2 separate regions of the Mus musculus genome follow, and region 2 is linked to region 1. The links are chromatin contacts, called in public HiChIP or PLAC-seq maps. All regions are on one chromosome and are shown on one strand. The core of a region is the stretch at or near the end of the contact, and the rest is flanking DNA. Distances in the headings are between cores, read along the strand shown. Region 1 holds the start of Clk3 (CDC-like kinase 3). Region 2 holds the start of Pkm (pyruvate kinase, muscle).

What was found. HiChIP or PLAC-seq counts read pairs in DNA pulled down with a chosen protein or histone mark.
Region 2: a FOXA1 HiChIP or PLAC-seq map of pancreatic cancer cells shows a contact between it and region 1. The contact joins the promoter of Pkm here to the promoter of Clk3 in region 1. A contact is called at or near these places in 1 of 39 promoter capture datasets (pre-B cells) and 1 of 115 datasets of contacts at active chromatin or transcription factors (pancreatic cancer cells).

The regions. Positions count from the first base shown.
Region 1 is chr9:57,761,273-57,768,659 of GRCm38.p6, reverse strand. It overlaps Clk3 (CDC-like kinase 3), which reads left to right and starts at 3,546. Exons shown (of 13, transcript NM_007713.5): 1 at 3,546-3,586; 2 at 6,793-6,944. The coding sequence starts at 6,793. It overlaps Gm32510 (a long non-coding RNA gene), which reads right to left and starts at 1,210. Exons shown (of 3, transcript XR_870786.2): 1 at 1,120-1,210; 2 at 657-803.
Region 2 is chr9:59,652,578-59,659,964 of GRCm38.p6, reverse strand. Pkm (pyruvate kinase, muscle) reads right to left here and starts at 3,389. Exons shown (of 11, transcript NM_011099.4): 1 at 3,316-3,389. Gm51708 (a long non-coding RNA gene) reads left to right here and starts at 4,059. Exons shown (of 4, transcript XR_003948336.1): 1 at 4,059-4,128.

The sequences.
Region 1 (7,387 bases), core at 2,297-4,796:
AGGGAAATCTTCACAGTGGGCAGAACTTCGAGCAGTACACATGGTATTACAGTTTGTTTGCAAGAAGAAATGGCCAGATGTACGATTATACACTGACTCATGGGCTGTAGCCAATGGATTGGCTGGATGGTCAGGGACTTGGAAAGATCACAATTGGAAAATTGGTGAGAAAGACATCTGGGGAAGAAGTATGTGGATAGATCTCTCCAAATGGGCAAAGGATGTGAAGATATTTGTGTCCCATGTAAATGCTCACCAAAAGGTGACTTCAGCTGAGGAGGAGTTCAATAATCAAGTGGATAAGATGACCCGTTCTGTGGACAATCAGCCTCTCTCCCCAGCCATCCCTGTCATTGCTCAATGGGCACATGAACAAAGTGGCCATGGTGGTCGAGATGGAGGTTATGCTTGGGCTCAGCAACATGGGCTTCCACTCACCAAGGCTGACCTGGCTACAGCTGCTGCTGATTGCCAGATCTGCCAACAGCAGAAACCAACACTGAGCCCCAGATATGGCACCATTCCTCGAGGTGACCAGCCAGCAACCTGGTGGCAGGTTGACTACATTGGACCACTTCTGTATTAGTCAGGGTTCTCTAGAGTCACAGAACTTATGGATAGTCTCTAGATAGTAAAGGAATTTATTGATGACTTACAGTCGGCAGCTCAATTCCCAACAATTGTTCAGTCGCAGCTGTGAATGGAAGTCCAAGGATCTAGCAGTTACTCAGTCTCACGTAGCAAGCAGGCGAAGGAGCAGGAGCAAAGATCCTCTTTGGTTGGTGGCTTAGTCCCTGGGAGCTCTGGGGGATATAGTTGGTTGATATTGTTGTTCTTCCTATGGGGTTGCAAACCCCTTCAGCTCCTTTATTCCTTTCTCTAACTCCTCCATTGGGGACCCCGTGCTCACCTACATATCTTATATTCCCAGAACTTTGTCCCTCTTAGGTTGGCACCACCTTCCAGCAGGCCCCTCCCCCTTTAAGCAGATTGACTCTCTCCACTCCAGGCCCAAAGCCCCTCCTTGTCTTCCTACATCAGCATCACCCAAGTTCACTCTAAAACAGGCTGTGAGGACTGATCCTACACTCTGGCATAACATCCACAAGTCCACCCTACCTAGGCCCAAGAGGAAGCGAGACTTCCAGAGTTAGGGTGTTTCTTGCCCGATTTGGGAAGCAAAGCTGTGTTGAACTTCCAGAGTATTGGGTGATCGCTTCTCGGCCTTTTGGCTAAGATCAAGTGCAGAGTATTGGGTGAGAGCCAAGAGAGTGGCATCACAGCACAGAGAAGAACCTGACCTCTCCCAAGATACTTTCCAGGGAGGTGACTTTAGAGCTGAGGCTCAAATGTACATCAATTCATTCCAGGCAGGACAAAGCTAGATATAGCAGAGGAGAATTCAAGGGCAGACAGAAGAGAGAGCACTGGGGCCCACGAACCTGGGAGGGGAAAAGAAAGGTAGAGAGAAATAGAAGCTGTAGGAGTTGAGTACAAGCAGAACGGGACATCACCTTGGTGCCCTGGAGTCAAGCTACAGACCAGGCACACAGAAAAGGCTTGACAGGCCCAGGGCACAGGCTGGTGGAAGCTGGTGCTTTGGAGCAGTGGGTAAGCAGCAAGTCTCCTTCTGGGGGAGCGCAGGGCTGAGCAAGGGGTGGAGGAGCGGTTCCAAGGTTCCTCTCAACAGAGTACCACAGAGATGAGATGTGTATGCCGGGAGACGTTCATCAACCTAACTTTACTTCAGAACCAGTTCTTTTCTTCTGCTAGGTTTTATGAAGAGAGACAAGAGGACGAAGGTCTAATGGGAGACCATCCAGGAGGAAGGCCAAGCTGCAGCCTCTGGAGAGGACAGGGCTAGGAGACAGCTCCTATATCAGCTGTCAGCAAGAAGTCCTCTCTGTAGAGAGAGTGGGGGCTGTAGGCAGATGGCCCTGATTTTTCCTGTTAGGATGGTAGGCAGGAAGACGGTCTAAATTATCTCATTTCTGACACTTGGGGTAGGGCAGGAGATGGGAACTTTTTGAGGATGTCGGCCTTAAACTGGAGGATGCTATTTTCCCGTAGCCATGGAAACATGGCTGGGCAGCATTGGTAGGAGGTGACGACACCACAGAAACCTGTGAACGAAGGAAATTCTATCAGTGTGGGCCTGGCCTCAGGTGGGAGCTGCATCTTCTGACGCCTGGATATTTCAATCTTTGGCTTCTAGGCTGGAAACCAATGGGGCAGGACTCGGGCAGAAGCAGTTGAAATGGCTGTTGAATGTCTGTGGGGTTGGAAGGTGACTATGAGTCAGTTTGAGTTTGCAAAACATAATCACCCAGCTTTTTAACTCAACCGCTTTTACTTGGTTGGTGATGAAGATGCCGGGCCATTACGTCAGAACCAGAGGCAAAGCTCTCTAAAGGCAGTTTCATCACTGCAGGGGGGCCTAGGGAGCCACAGCACCTGGTGGGCGCGCATCCCGTACGGGGAGGGGACACCTGGGAAACCCTGGCTGTCCGCGTTGAGTCAGCAAGATCCTAAAGCTATGCCCCGCCCTGGCCGGCCGCCGCAGCCTCGCGGACCTCGCGTGGCGTGGGGCAATTAGGCGCGGCACCCGCCCGCTTGGCTGCGCGACGCGCGGGGGCGGGGACGCTGTCAAAGCGAGGCCCAACCAAAGGACCGCGACTTGTATTCTCTTCTGAAAAAAAAAAAAATAAGACCTCATGATCCTGCCACGACAAAGCGTTGGACAGTAGGTGGGAGGGGTCTAGACTGGGTGCCTCACGCCCGATGCCGCAGCGAAAGGACGGGCTGAGTGACTCGAGTGGCAGAGCGGGAGCGCGGCGCGGCTCGGGGCTTTTGTGTGGCGCGGGTTTCCTAGCAAGACTGACAGCAAGACGCTCTGAGGTGTTCAAGGGAAGGGGACGATTTCTCCGTCAGACCCCACCGCCGAGGCTCGCGGGGATCTTCCCGGAGACTGCTCGCTCGAGCCAGCTGGGGCGTGGCACCAGGACTTTCAAAAAACCCGCACAAGCCGAGAGCAGAATGTGTCGTTTGCTTCTTGCGCGCAAGCGGAGTCGCGCCCGCCTTCCTCTGCCCGGGCGCACCGACCGCCTTCGTCTCTAGCGCCCTCCCGGGCCCCGGGAGAACAATGCCGGTCCTCTCCGCGCGCAGGAAGAGGCTGGCGAGCACAGCTGGGCCGCGGCGGGGAAGCGGCCCCAGCCTGGCAGTCCGGTGGGTTCCTCCTTTAGGCCCAGAGCCGTCCTCAGACCGTGGTCGCGCACCGATGCGGCCTCGGGGGCCTACGTGCAGCACCACACGGAGAGGGGCAGGCCGCGGCCCGAGGCTGCTCCCGGGACCTCCGGGAAGAGACCTCCACCGATGTCGCCCGGACCCTGGCGGGGCAGGCCAGTCCCCCAGAGTCTGCGAGTTCGGGGCTAGAGCGGTCAGGCCTCTGGGCCGGGTCGAGCCCGGGCCGCCGACGGCTGCGTCACGCGAGGGGGCGGTGCTGCCACGGGCGGAGGCCAGAGCCGGAAGCGGAAGAGGCGCTCGGAGTGGGGAGTGGGGCCTAGCCGCAGCCGGAGCCTGGGAGACGGTGAGTGTGGGCCCGAGCCCGTGGCCGGGCAGCTGGGGTGAGTCGGTGGGGACGGCCACGCCGGTACGGGTACCGTGCCACCCGGTCGGGTCTCGGCTTGGACCTATTTCCCTCTTCGGCCCACGTCAGGCCGCGGTCCCGACCTCTCACCCCTGACCCGCCGCTTCTCTCCCTGAGGGCGGTCACTGCAGACCCCTTTTCTGGTTCCCGCGGTGTTGGAGGCGGAGCTCCAGCGGCCTCGGAGCCGGCTGGGAGGCTTCCCTTTGGGTCCCGCGCCGGCCCGCTGGCTGGGTCGCGTCCGACCTAGGCTATCCTGGAAAGGCTTTCCCTGCCCCGAGCTCGAGGCTTAGCCCGCAGATCTCCTTCGCGCGCCGCCTGGAGTTTGATTCTGGCCCAGGCTGGCCATCCCTTTGGTCGCCGGGTCTTCCCTTGGCGGTTACGGGGAACGGGGCTCTGAGATCCCTGGGATTCGGGCAGAAGGAAGGGACTCGAGTGCGGGCCGCCGGCCCCCTCCGTGTTTTGTTATGATGGAACCGCTCCATCCCGGAGAATGGGCCAGACCAAGCCAGGAGTACAAATGTCCAGGCTGCTCCTCGGTCCGGTCGGGAGCCTCTATGCTTTAGTTCCGGGTGCGGGTGCCCTGATGCTTGGGTGGGAATTGCCAGAGTCTAGCCCCCATCAAGGCGGAGTTGGCGGCCTTCCAGTTTCCCTCCTCCGTGCCCTTGAAAAGGAGGAGCGTTTTTGCCCGGTGGCAGCCGCAGATTGCGAGGTGGCAGGTTTGAGGTTGCAGTGGTGGGGCACTGCCAGCCAAAAATAACCATGGGTCGCTTGGGTGGCAGGAATCCGGGAGGGCAGCCGCTGACCTGGCTGGCTGCTCTTCTTGTTAGCCCGGTTCTCTAGCCAGGAACAGCAAATGAGAAGCCAGAGAGGCCTGTGCTCATAGAAAAATTGGCATCCAGTAACTTGGTCTCATTGGTCACATTGCCTTTTTCTTCATTGTTCAGAGCAGAGCCTCCCAAAGCATAATTGTGGCCTTTACGTTTTAAAAAGCTTCTTTGCCGAGGACTCATGGAATCGGAGAATTTGTGAGAAATAGGCTCAAACGACCTGGCTGGGAGGAGGACATGGGCCACCTGGTAGCTCCCATTTTTCACCTGCCTGGGATGCGTTGCAAGGGAGATTATCTCCATTACTGCCTATGTGTGGTACTTCATGGCCAAAATATTGGGCCATCTTTGCCAGTATGAGAGGTGTTATCTTCATTTTTCAGGCATGACAATTTAGGTCTAGAGTGACTTGTATAAGGCCACAGGGCCAGTAAGTGGCAACACTGGGATCGAGTTCAAGGTTTCCTGCCAAAACTTCCTACCCGGTCCCTTGGAAGGAATTATAAATTAAGGCATTCAACATAGCCCTGAGTGTTAGCCGGAACCTTCTCAGTGCTAATGAAAGGCTGTCTTTAGTACTTCTTGTGGCCCAAACCTGTGCTAGGCTTTTGACTTTATAGGGCAGACATTTAATTCCTATGGAGCCTGTAAGAGATTATTGTTCCCTTGTTTCAAGAGGAGGCTGAAGCTTAAAGTGGTTTAATAACTTGCCTAAAGGCAACAGTGAAGTGGTATTGCTGTGGAGCAGGTTGGCATTCGACTCTGAGGCTGTGACTTTCCACTCAAGTAGACATATGTGGTCATAGAAATCCACTTAGGTCCCAGAAGGAAAATTTTGGTCTGCTGTAGATTAGACCGCATTACAACATCCTCCAGATAGGATGCTTAGGGTGCTCTGTCTGCCTGGTGAGGATGGGCAGGACCACTTTGCCTTTTGGGAAGATGTATGCCTGGCCAGTAGGTTGTCTTTTGGGTCAGTTGGTGAGACATGGGCTACTGCTTTCAGGCTACAGCCTGAGCACCTGTCATAAGGTCATGGGGTGGGGGACATTCAGATAAGTGTGAAAACAACAGTGCCTTTCTTAGGGCTCCCAGAGGTTTACATAAATTGCCTCCCAATCCTGCTCATACACAAGTACCTATTTCATCTTTGGACTGTGCTGGTGAGATGGAGCAGCCTTGATGGATTTGTTTAAAAGGTGCTTGGCCAGGCAAGCCTAGGACTATGCACTACTAGAGGTTGGGTGTGAGCAATTGAAGGCTTGGAAAGCAAACAAGCTGTGCTCTCATGCCTGGCCATCTGGTGGACAAAATGTGAAGGGGCTGGATATGGGTGAAAACGGTGCCAGACTCACGTAGCCATCTCTCTGAACTGGCTGCTGATCCCATTTGGGAGTCTCCGGTATTGGATCTAAGTACTCCGTGGTTAAGGAATACTTGTCCTACTTCCCAGTGTAGACCTACAGCCACGTCTTCTTGGCTCCTTCAGAGATAGGGCACAAGAAAGAGTGCCGGAGTAGGAGGAGCTAGAAGGGATGGCTATGATGCTGTTAAAGAGGAAGCACCTGGTATGGGACTCTAGTTGGTCTGAGGGCCACTAAAATTTGCCTCAGGCAAGCAGCTTAGATACCTGATTGTGGCTCCTTTCTGGGCTGATACTCTGGATGGGTCAGCAAGAGCTGGGCAGGCCTTCTGGGCCCAGGCCCACTTGGCTGGAACCTGATAGGAGTAGGGACTATTGGTGAGACATTGTGTCTTTGCTCAAGGGTCAGAGTTCTCATTTCTACTGTGGTTCCTCACTGACTGAAGAGTTTTGAATTTCTTTGAGTTGAGTCCAGTTCATTGCTTTAGCCAGGCAAGTTTCAGTTTAGTACTTTGGCTCTGTGCCACCAGTTCATTAGCTCCAGGCTTCTAGAACATTTAGGTTATAGGATCCCATAGGCATGAAGAAATTGAGCAAAAAACCTCTCCATTCCTCCTGTCCTTGGCATCCCCGTGGCAGTGCTCAGCATCCCACTACATCTACTTCTGTATCTGGGCCCTGGCTTGCATAGTTTGAGTGTTCAGGCCCCTGGGCCAGGCTGGAGAGGCACCTGTTTGTTTATTCACTTGGCAGAGGAGGGAGTCATCCACCCATTGTCTGCTGTTCTGTCACTGTGACATCAGAGTTCTTCTTTACTTCATAAACCCCTGGGAGGGGCTACCCCTAAACAGAACAATGGGCCTCTTCTTCAGGAGCACCTGGCTGCACCAGGCAGCCCTGTGGCTGGAAGCAGTGAGCTGTGTGTTGAGCAGGGCTTTCTCTTTCTTGTGGCCTAGATGCATCACTGTAAGCGATACCGTTCCCCAGAGCCAGACCCATACCTGAGCTACCGCTGGAAGAGGAGGCGGTCTTACAGTCGGGAGCATGAAGGTCGACTACGATACCCATCCCGAAGGGAGCCTCCCCCACGGAGATCACGGTCCAGAAGGTGAGTGGGATCTGGGTGGGAAGAAGCTTTCCTCAGCTAGATGAGTAGAATGGCCCAGAGCTCTGCTGCTCTCAGGCTCCTTTAGATGGCTGCTTCTGCCCAGCCGCCCGTAGATTCTTGCCCTGACCTCTCTGGGATCCTTGCCTGTGCTTGCTTCCTTTTCCTGGCCTCAACAGAAGTTACCTTCCTTGTCATCCTTTCTTTCTTTGTCAGAGTGGTCTCTCTCCCTCTGTATTTTCTAGGCCAGTACCCTACCCCTGAGTCTTCCTCAGTAGAAGTAGGAACATCACCCTAGCCTTGAAAGACTGGTCCCAAGTCCTATCTAAGTCCCCAGACCAAAGTTACAGTTGTAGCAGCCTGGTCAACTCTGCTATTCTTGGAGGCCTTCCTGTGCTCCCCTTCTTCTTCCTCCCTCTGTGGCATTAGAGGGACACTGTGGCACT
Region 2 (7,387 bases), core at 2,140-4,639, 1.9 Mb before region 1:
GCTCCCTAGAGGCCACTTAAGGTACTGCAGCCCAGACCTCTCTCCTACGTGCAGACAGGCACAAACCACAGTAGGGGTGTGGCCTCACAGCACAGCTGGTGGTGCCCTGGGACCACCTCCAAACCTGAGTAGCTACACTAGGCCTTAAGATCCAGCAGTTTTGCAGGCCACGATGCACGTGGGGCTCACCTCTCCTGATTACTACATAGCCAAAGTAAGTCTGGCTCTTGGTTAAAAATTTCAAGACGCACGAAAGTTCCAGGGCAGGAAGAATGTTCTTCGTCATACAGTCATCTACTCCTATTATAGTCTCCATGAGTGCAGTTTACAGAGATGACTCGGTCCTTTACCAGAAGCAGTAAAAAAAAAAAAAAAAAAAAAAACTCACCAGTTAACTTGCCTGTGGGTATTTGAGATGATTGAGAAACTGAAAGACAAATGAGTCATTTTCCTCTACCTCAATCTCCAGCTTAGTTCTTGCCCAACTCGTGTCGACTTGCTGCAAAAAAGCTAAAGATGCTAAAAACCCAATGTGAGTTTAAGGCAAGAAACGCTTTTTCTACCTTTCTGTCCATAGCCGCTTCCTCATCCCTTCCACTCAATATTAAGCAATTAACAGCTTTAAGAAATAAAATAGCGTTTCCTGTGACCAACACGTTCATATAACACAGATGGCATACCCAGCCCCCATAAATCTGTTTGGAGTCAGCTATGAAATGTGCCAAGTCACTCACTGGCTGGACTAAACTCAAAGTCATTTGCCAGTTTGCCTCCAGAACACCGGGAATAAAGGGATCAAGGGCCATTATACCTGGTTGAGATACATTTCCACCAAAGCCCACTCCCAAAATAGGGTTTCTGTGTAGCTCTGGATGTCTTGGTACTTTGTAGAGTAGGCTGGCCTCAAACTCAGATCTGCATGCCTCTGCCTCCTGAGTGCTGGCAAACAGTTCTTAACAAATTTCCCTACAAATTAAATAATTTAAAATATAATGCTTAAAATGAAAATAGCTATGTACTAAATAAGTGATTAGTATTCATATAGTTTGGCTTAAGCAATAATTCAGAAATGCCTCGAGAGAAACTGCCAATCTGGATACTGGTTGTTCTATGAAAAGCTGCTGTGCCAATCATTCAAGAATGAAAATATGCCGTCTAGAAGCAGCCACTCCACATTTCCACTCTTATGGTCACCTTCATTTAGGTGATACCCGCCACCTCTGGAAACAGGGTATCACCCGCTCCATGTTCTCAAGCTCACAGGCCTTCCTCCCAAGTACTGGGATTAAAGCTGAACCACCACACTCAGTCTGAGTGAGACATGTTTAATTCAGGGAAAATGCACGCTATTTGACTCACTAAAAAAGAGGGAACCTTACAACACTTCAGAGAACAAGTGTGGTCCCCTCACTCACCCAAGGAAGAAAATTTTCTCAAAAGCCGCAAAGTTGAAAGGTTGAGTCATCTTGCCCAGACCCGGTGATGGTTTACACTACTTTCCCAAAGAACACCCTCACTGCCTTTCCTACAGCATAATCAGGCCATCAGAGGGCAAATTATTTGCTAACAATGCTTCCTTGAGTCTTGATCTGAGCCCCCCCACCCCACTGTTGGGGCAACAGTACCAAACTTCCTACAAGCCAGAAGGCATAAAAGGCTTACTTGAACAAAGAGGACCGGAAGGCTTCTATCTGGGTACCTGTTTCTTTGTTTCTACCCTCACAGCCAAAGACAAAGGCTGCACAGATTTCTCCCTTTAGATAGCTCTTTCTCAGGAGAGCTGCAATGTAACATTAATTACTTTGTAAACACTGACGGGATTCCAGAGAGAATTTGTTTCCATGGGCATACTGGGTATTCAGAGCCTACCTGCCTCCCCAAGCTTACCCCTAATGTGCATAAAAATAGTAAGGAGACAGAATCAAGTTGGTAGCCTTCAAGGTAACTACTTCATTCATTGACCAAAAGGATATAATGCATGCCCTTCTGGATATTTCACCCGAGGTTAGTCACTACATCGAGGATGGCCCGTACTTACAAGGAGACCAGTAATTTAGCAGCCTGGAGTGACACAGGACCAGAGGCCAAACCTAAGAATATTAATAGATCACACCGGATTCCAAAACCTAGCTGCCTCCATGCACGACTGGATTTTCACTATAAGGTTCACTTTTTCCAAACTACCAGTGTCCTGGATTTGGAAAAAGTGGTCGAGCTCTTATCTTACTATGACTGGGTATTTACTGGGTCTTTATAGCCTTCAGACTAGAAGATGCCCGGCTTTTTCAAAACCAGTATGCCGGCCACCTTGTGCATGCAGCCCCATCTTCCTCATAGCACTGACTTGACAAAATCTGCTTCCCTAATTAGACCGAGCTCTGTGGGCTATGTGTGTTCTGGTAGCGTCGGGCTCCAGTTTCTGTCGGGAACGGGTATGGGTTGATCGCCCACCCTCCCCCTCGCCAGCACGTGGGAGCAGCATGACCGATTAATCAGACGCATCGCAGTACGTGCCGCCCCTCCGCCGCAGGATGGAGCGCGAGAGCAATGAGGGCCCGTGCCCACCACCAAAAATCTGCGGGCACACAAAACAGGCAGCAATAGCGGCCAACCTTTCTTGCCAGGCCACCGGGAATACAAAAGTTACGTAACTTGTAGCTGCATTACCAAGGACCGCTAGTGACTGCATCCTACCTCCATGCACCGGACCACGAGGAGTCCGCGGACGTGACTAGAATGCGGGGGGAGGGGAAAAGCTGCGAGGGGGAGGGGCGAGGATATGGAGGTTGAAAGGATGCTGCGGCGCGGACGTGACCGGATCGGAGGGGGGAGGGGCGACGAAGAGCTGCGAACACTGGCGCGGGAAGAGAACGCTGACCTGAAAGGAGGATGAACGCGGAGGCTGAATGGGGGGTGGGGGTGGGGTGAGTAGGGGAATTATTTCAAGTAGAGATTAAGAGGAGGGCACCGAATTATGAGGGCACAGAGCTAAGAGGAAGGTCGTAAGTCGTAGTGGATGTAGGAGGACGAGCATCGGAGCAGGGCGAGAACAGGGTGGCGAGGATAGCAATAGTAAGATAAGAGGCTGGAACCAGATTGAGATGGAAGAGAGAGCAGAATGAGACCGTGGGAAAGGAGCTAGCCGGCCACCCTCAATTTGGAGGATTAAGACTTGGACTCAAGTGTGGCTCCTCCCCAACCCGGAGTGGGATGCTCGATGCCTGGCGCCTGAGTCCCGCGTGGGCAGGCAGGCCTGCGTTACACACCAGTGGGCATCGGCTCTGGGGACAGATGGCTTAGGTTCTCCCCGCTCACCTCGGGCGTACTTCGGTTCCTGCTGCGATACCTAGAGCGGACGTCAGTCAAGTGAAGACGAGTCGCTGCTGTGCGGGGCTGCGCCGACTGGGCCTCAAGGTTATCACAGCTGCGGGCCGCCGCAATCCCTCCGCAGCCCCGCCCCTCGCCCAATCCGGGCTGCGGCCGGCGGCGCCCCGCCTCTCAACGGGGCGCCCGCACCTCCTGAGAGAAGCTCAGGGTAGGCGGGACAAGCAGGTTGCCCTTTTGAGGAGGACTACCTTCCGTGGCGGAAGGACATCGTAGACCAAATTTGCTCAAGGGTTATCCTGTTGACCAATGGGGAAGTGGTGAGGGAGCAAGGCCCGCCCACCGGGCCAGCGCCGCCGCCGCCACCACCACCCCTAGGTTCCCGGGCGCCACCGCCACCTGTTGCTTTAGATCGGCTACAAAATGTTCCCTTTTTGGCCTTTTGCCCAGGTCTCCCCATCTGCCCTGGCCTACCAGGGCGGTGCCCAGATTTATAGGTCCACGGACATTCCTCCAGCCCCGCCCGGAGACTCTCCACCCTCCCGGCGCCCGCCCCAGTACACCCTCTGAGGCTGAGCGGAACGGGAAGCTGGGGTGATGGGAGCAAGAGAGTGGTGGAAGGTCTGGGCTGCCTCCTAGAGGGTTCCAGACTTAGAGGCTGGGTAGGAAGAACTTAAGTCTCTCTTTGGAACGTGAGCGCGACCTCCTAATAAGGAGGGCTAGATTGGACCCATGTTAATACTTTGAGTCTCGAATCCTGCACTTTTAAAATGCCTGGACCTGGACGCAGCAAACCAATCCAAGGTAATTAGTGCAGAACTGGACCTACGTGTAGCCATTATCTATGCAGGAGTCAACACTGGTTTTTGACTCAGGCGTGTATGTATTTAAATTTGTAGTATTGGAGGCATTAACAATTTTTTCCCTACAAAGTATTTTCTAATTTCCCAACTGTTAACACTAGTCTTCATTCCGCAGAGTTTTGAAAGCAGATACAATGTTGCCACATTCTAAATGGGAAGACTGTACCTTAGGTTTTGGATTTTTTTTGGTTTTGTTTTGTTCTTTTGTTTTTCTTGGTAAAAGATGGGTGTGACCATTTCAAGCAGACACTTCTTTGTAGTTGAATCACAGGCCTTCATCCCATTTTCGGTCAGTTTTGATTAGAGGGAAGGGTAACATAAATGCAATTTGTAGTGAAATAAAGTTTTTTAGTTTCTTCTATAAGTCCCCTTGGTCCCCTTAGTTTAGGGAAGTAAATGCTTGGTTATTATGGTGGAAAGAACATGAAGTTGGGGAGGGGGAGGTTATATCTGTGGAGGAAATCATTCCTTTCTGCAAGAGAAGGGGGTAGAAGAAATGACCTCTTTGTGCCTTGGACACACACACACAAAAGAACCATAGTGTTCAACAGGGTGACAGTTATCTATCTACTCATGTTGAGGTCCACTGTGCATACTGTGCGTCAAGCAGAGTAGCTCACACCTGTAATTCCAACGCTCAAGAGGCCAAAGTCAGTCTGAGCCACACAGATCTAGGCCCACGCAGGTCAGGGTTTCGGTTATAGATTCATATTCATTCTTTTTCTCCCTCCCTCTCTCTCCTCTCCTCTTTTACACACACACAGAGGAATGCACGCACACATGCATTAATGAACTCTACCATCACCACAAATCTAGATACAAAGCTTGGTGATCTTAAGTCTGTGACCTTGACACTTAGGGACTGAGGCAGAACTCCAGGCCAATCTGGATATGGACCCAGACTGACATGAATATCCATTAAACTGGAGAATTGGTGCTAGCCAAGAATTGCTCTTCATCTGCAGGCTTCAATGATCTGACAGTTACACAAATGGGGTCTATGGGAAGTGTTCTCATTAGATGACAGAATGTGTCACAGTAACTTCCTACTATCTTGCTTCTGCTGAGAAATCGGCATGGTATAGAGGAGTACATAGTTAGGTTGTATCTTATCTTTGTTCTAGTTTAATCACTAGCCCTATAGACTATACCTATAATTTAACATGTACAGTCCGTTAAAAGTAACTTGAGGACAATCCCTATTTCACAGGGTGGAGTTTGATCAGTTAATTATATGTGAATGAGTCCAACAGTGCCCAACTCAATGCTTCCCTCTCTCCTATGACTTCATATTATTCTAAAGGACATATATCCCCAGGTTTGCTGCTAAGTCAGGGGCAATCAGACACCACAGAAATATTAAAACTATTACCTCAGAAACACCTATGTTTCAAGAAATGAGTTTTATCCATGTGGAAGTACAGAATGATCACTGTGGCTACTGTTCATCATCAGACAAAATAATTATCTTTCCAATAAGGGACTTTAAAAATGATCAATGAAAAATTGTATATTAGACAACTTTCATATTCTGCAGCTGGGCGGTGTGACACACTACTCTAATCTCAGCATTTGGATGGAGGCAGAGGCAGGTAAATCTCTGAGTTTGAGGCCAGCCTGGTCTGCAGAATGAGTTTTAGGACAGCCAGAGATAGACAGAATCCTTGTCTCAAAAAAACCAAACAATAAAGAATATTCTGAGGGGGGAAAAAAAAGCGAAGACAGGAAAACAGTGGGTCAAGTGCACTCTTCCTAAGAGGTGCCACCTTTTCCTTAGATGTGTTCTTCACACTATGTCTGCCCTTACAGGCTGGCTGCCTGGTTCACTCATTCCAAGGACAACTAGAACTAAAAAGACTTCGGGTCCTCTTCTGTGCAAAGTTATTTCTGCAGAAAGTTTTAAGAGGGCAGCATCTCTGGCCCAATGGTGGTGACAGTGTGAGGTGTTCTGAAACTCAATTTGTGGAAAGTCCTTTGCTCCAGAAGCTAGTAGTTCATCTAAATGAACTGAAGCCTACCTTTTTCTCATCCCTGGGGCTGGAGGGCTCCAGTGGAATTGTGTCATCCACAGAACTTCCTCCTCACCACCTATAAGAAGCCAAGATATCACTAGGTCTATCCAGAATAATTCTGTGATCCGTGAGAGCCAGTAATGACTCAGCAGCAGACACTGCTGCTCCTTCCCAGATAGAATTAAAGGCAGAAGGAAGCTCCTCCCCCACTGATGGCCACATCCTTACCACAAACTGAGTCATGGCCACACCCAGCCTGTATGGAAAACTACCGAGGATAGGAAGGAAGGTGAAGTTCAAGGAGTTTTTAAATTTTGAGTCCAATATACTCTCTACTTAGCATTGAGGAAAACAGTTCCTTTTCCTGACCCGTGAGGCAAGATTGCTTACACTCAGATAAATGAAAGGTGGGCTGTCACTGGCCTCTGTGAAGAATGCTGTCCTGTAGCTCACACTTGTCTTTAAGGACCCCAGCCCTTTCACCTTCTAAGTAGCCAGGCCCCCAAGTCTTCCTCCATGGTTGTGAGCAGGTAAAAACACCAGACCCTACCAAGCAATTTTCTCTGCAGTAGAGGCATTCTTCTGTCAGATAAGGCTTTTTCTTCCTTATACTGCTGAGGAATGAACCCAGACCTTTTATGTATTAAGCAGAGGTGCTGCAGCCTAGCCACAGCCCCTGCTTTCAGAAGGCATTCTTGATTTTGGCTAGAATTTTTTAATCTCATGTTTTGAATTATCAGGCATTATGAACTTCTGAGATTAGTTTTCCAGTGGAGAACTATAAAATATGTATGATTTCATTGATATAAAAATGTTTATAAGTAGGAAATTTTTCTTAATTTCTAAAACTGCCAAAAATGCTATATAACATGTGAGGAGCCACACCTAAGGTGGAGTTAGAGCACCAGCTGATTTATAACAGTAGCAAACTTAGTTATGAAGTAGCAACAAGAATAACTTCATGGTTGGGGGCCACCACAATATGAGGAACTGTATTAAGAGGTTGCCGCATTAAGGAGGTTGAGAACCATTGCTCCAGATACATTTACGGTCTCTGAAGAAAATGTATCTTCTATCTTTGCTATCAGCAGTAAATGAGGCTATAATCACAGAACCAGAAAAGGAATTCTGGAATCAGGTTACTATGATTAGCTGTGGAACATAGCAAATTCCTTATCCTCTAAGACT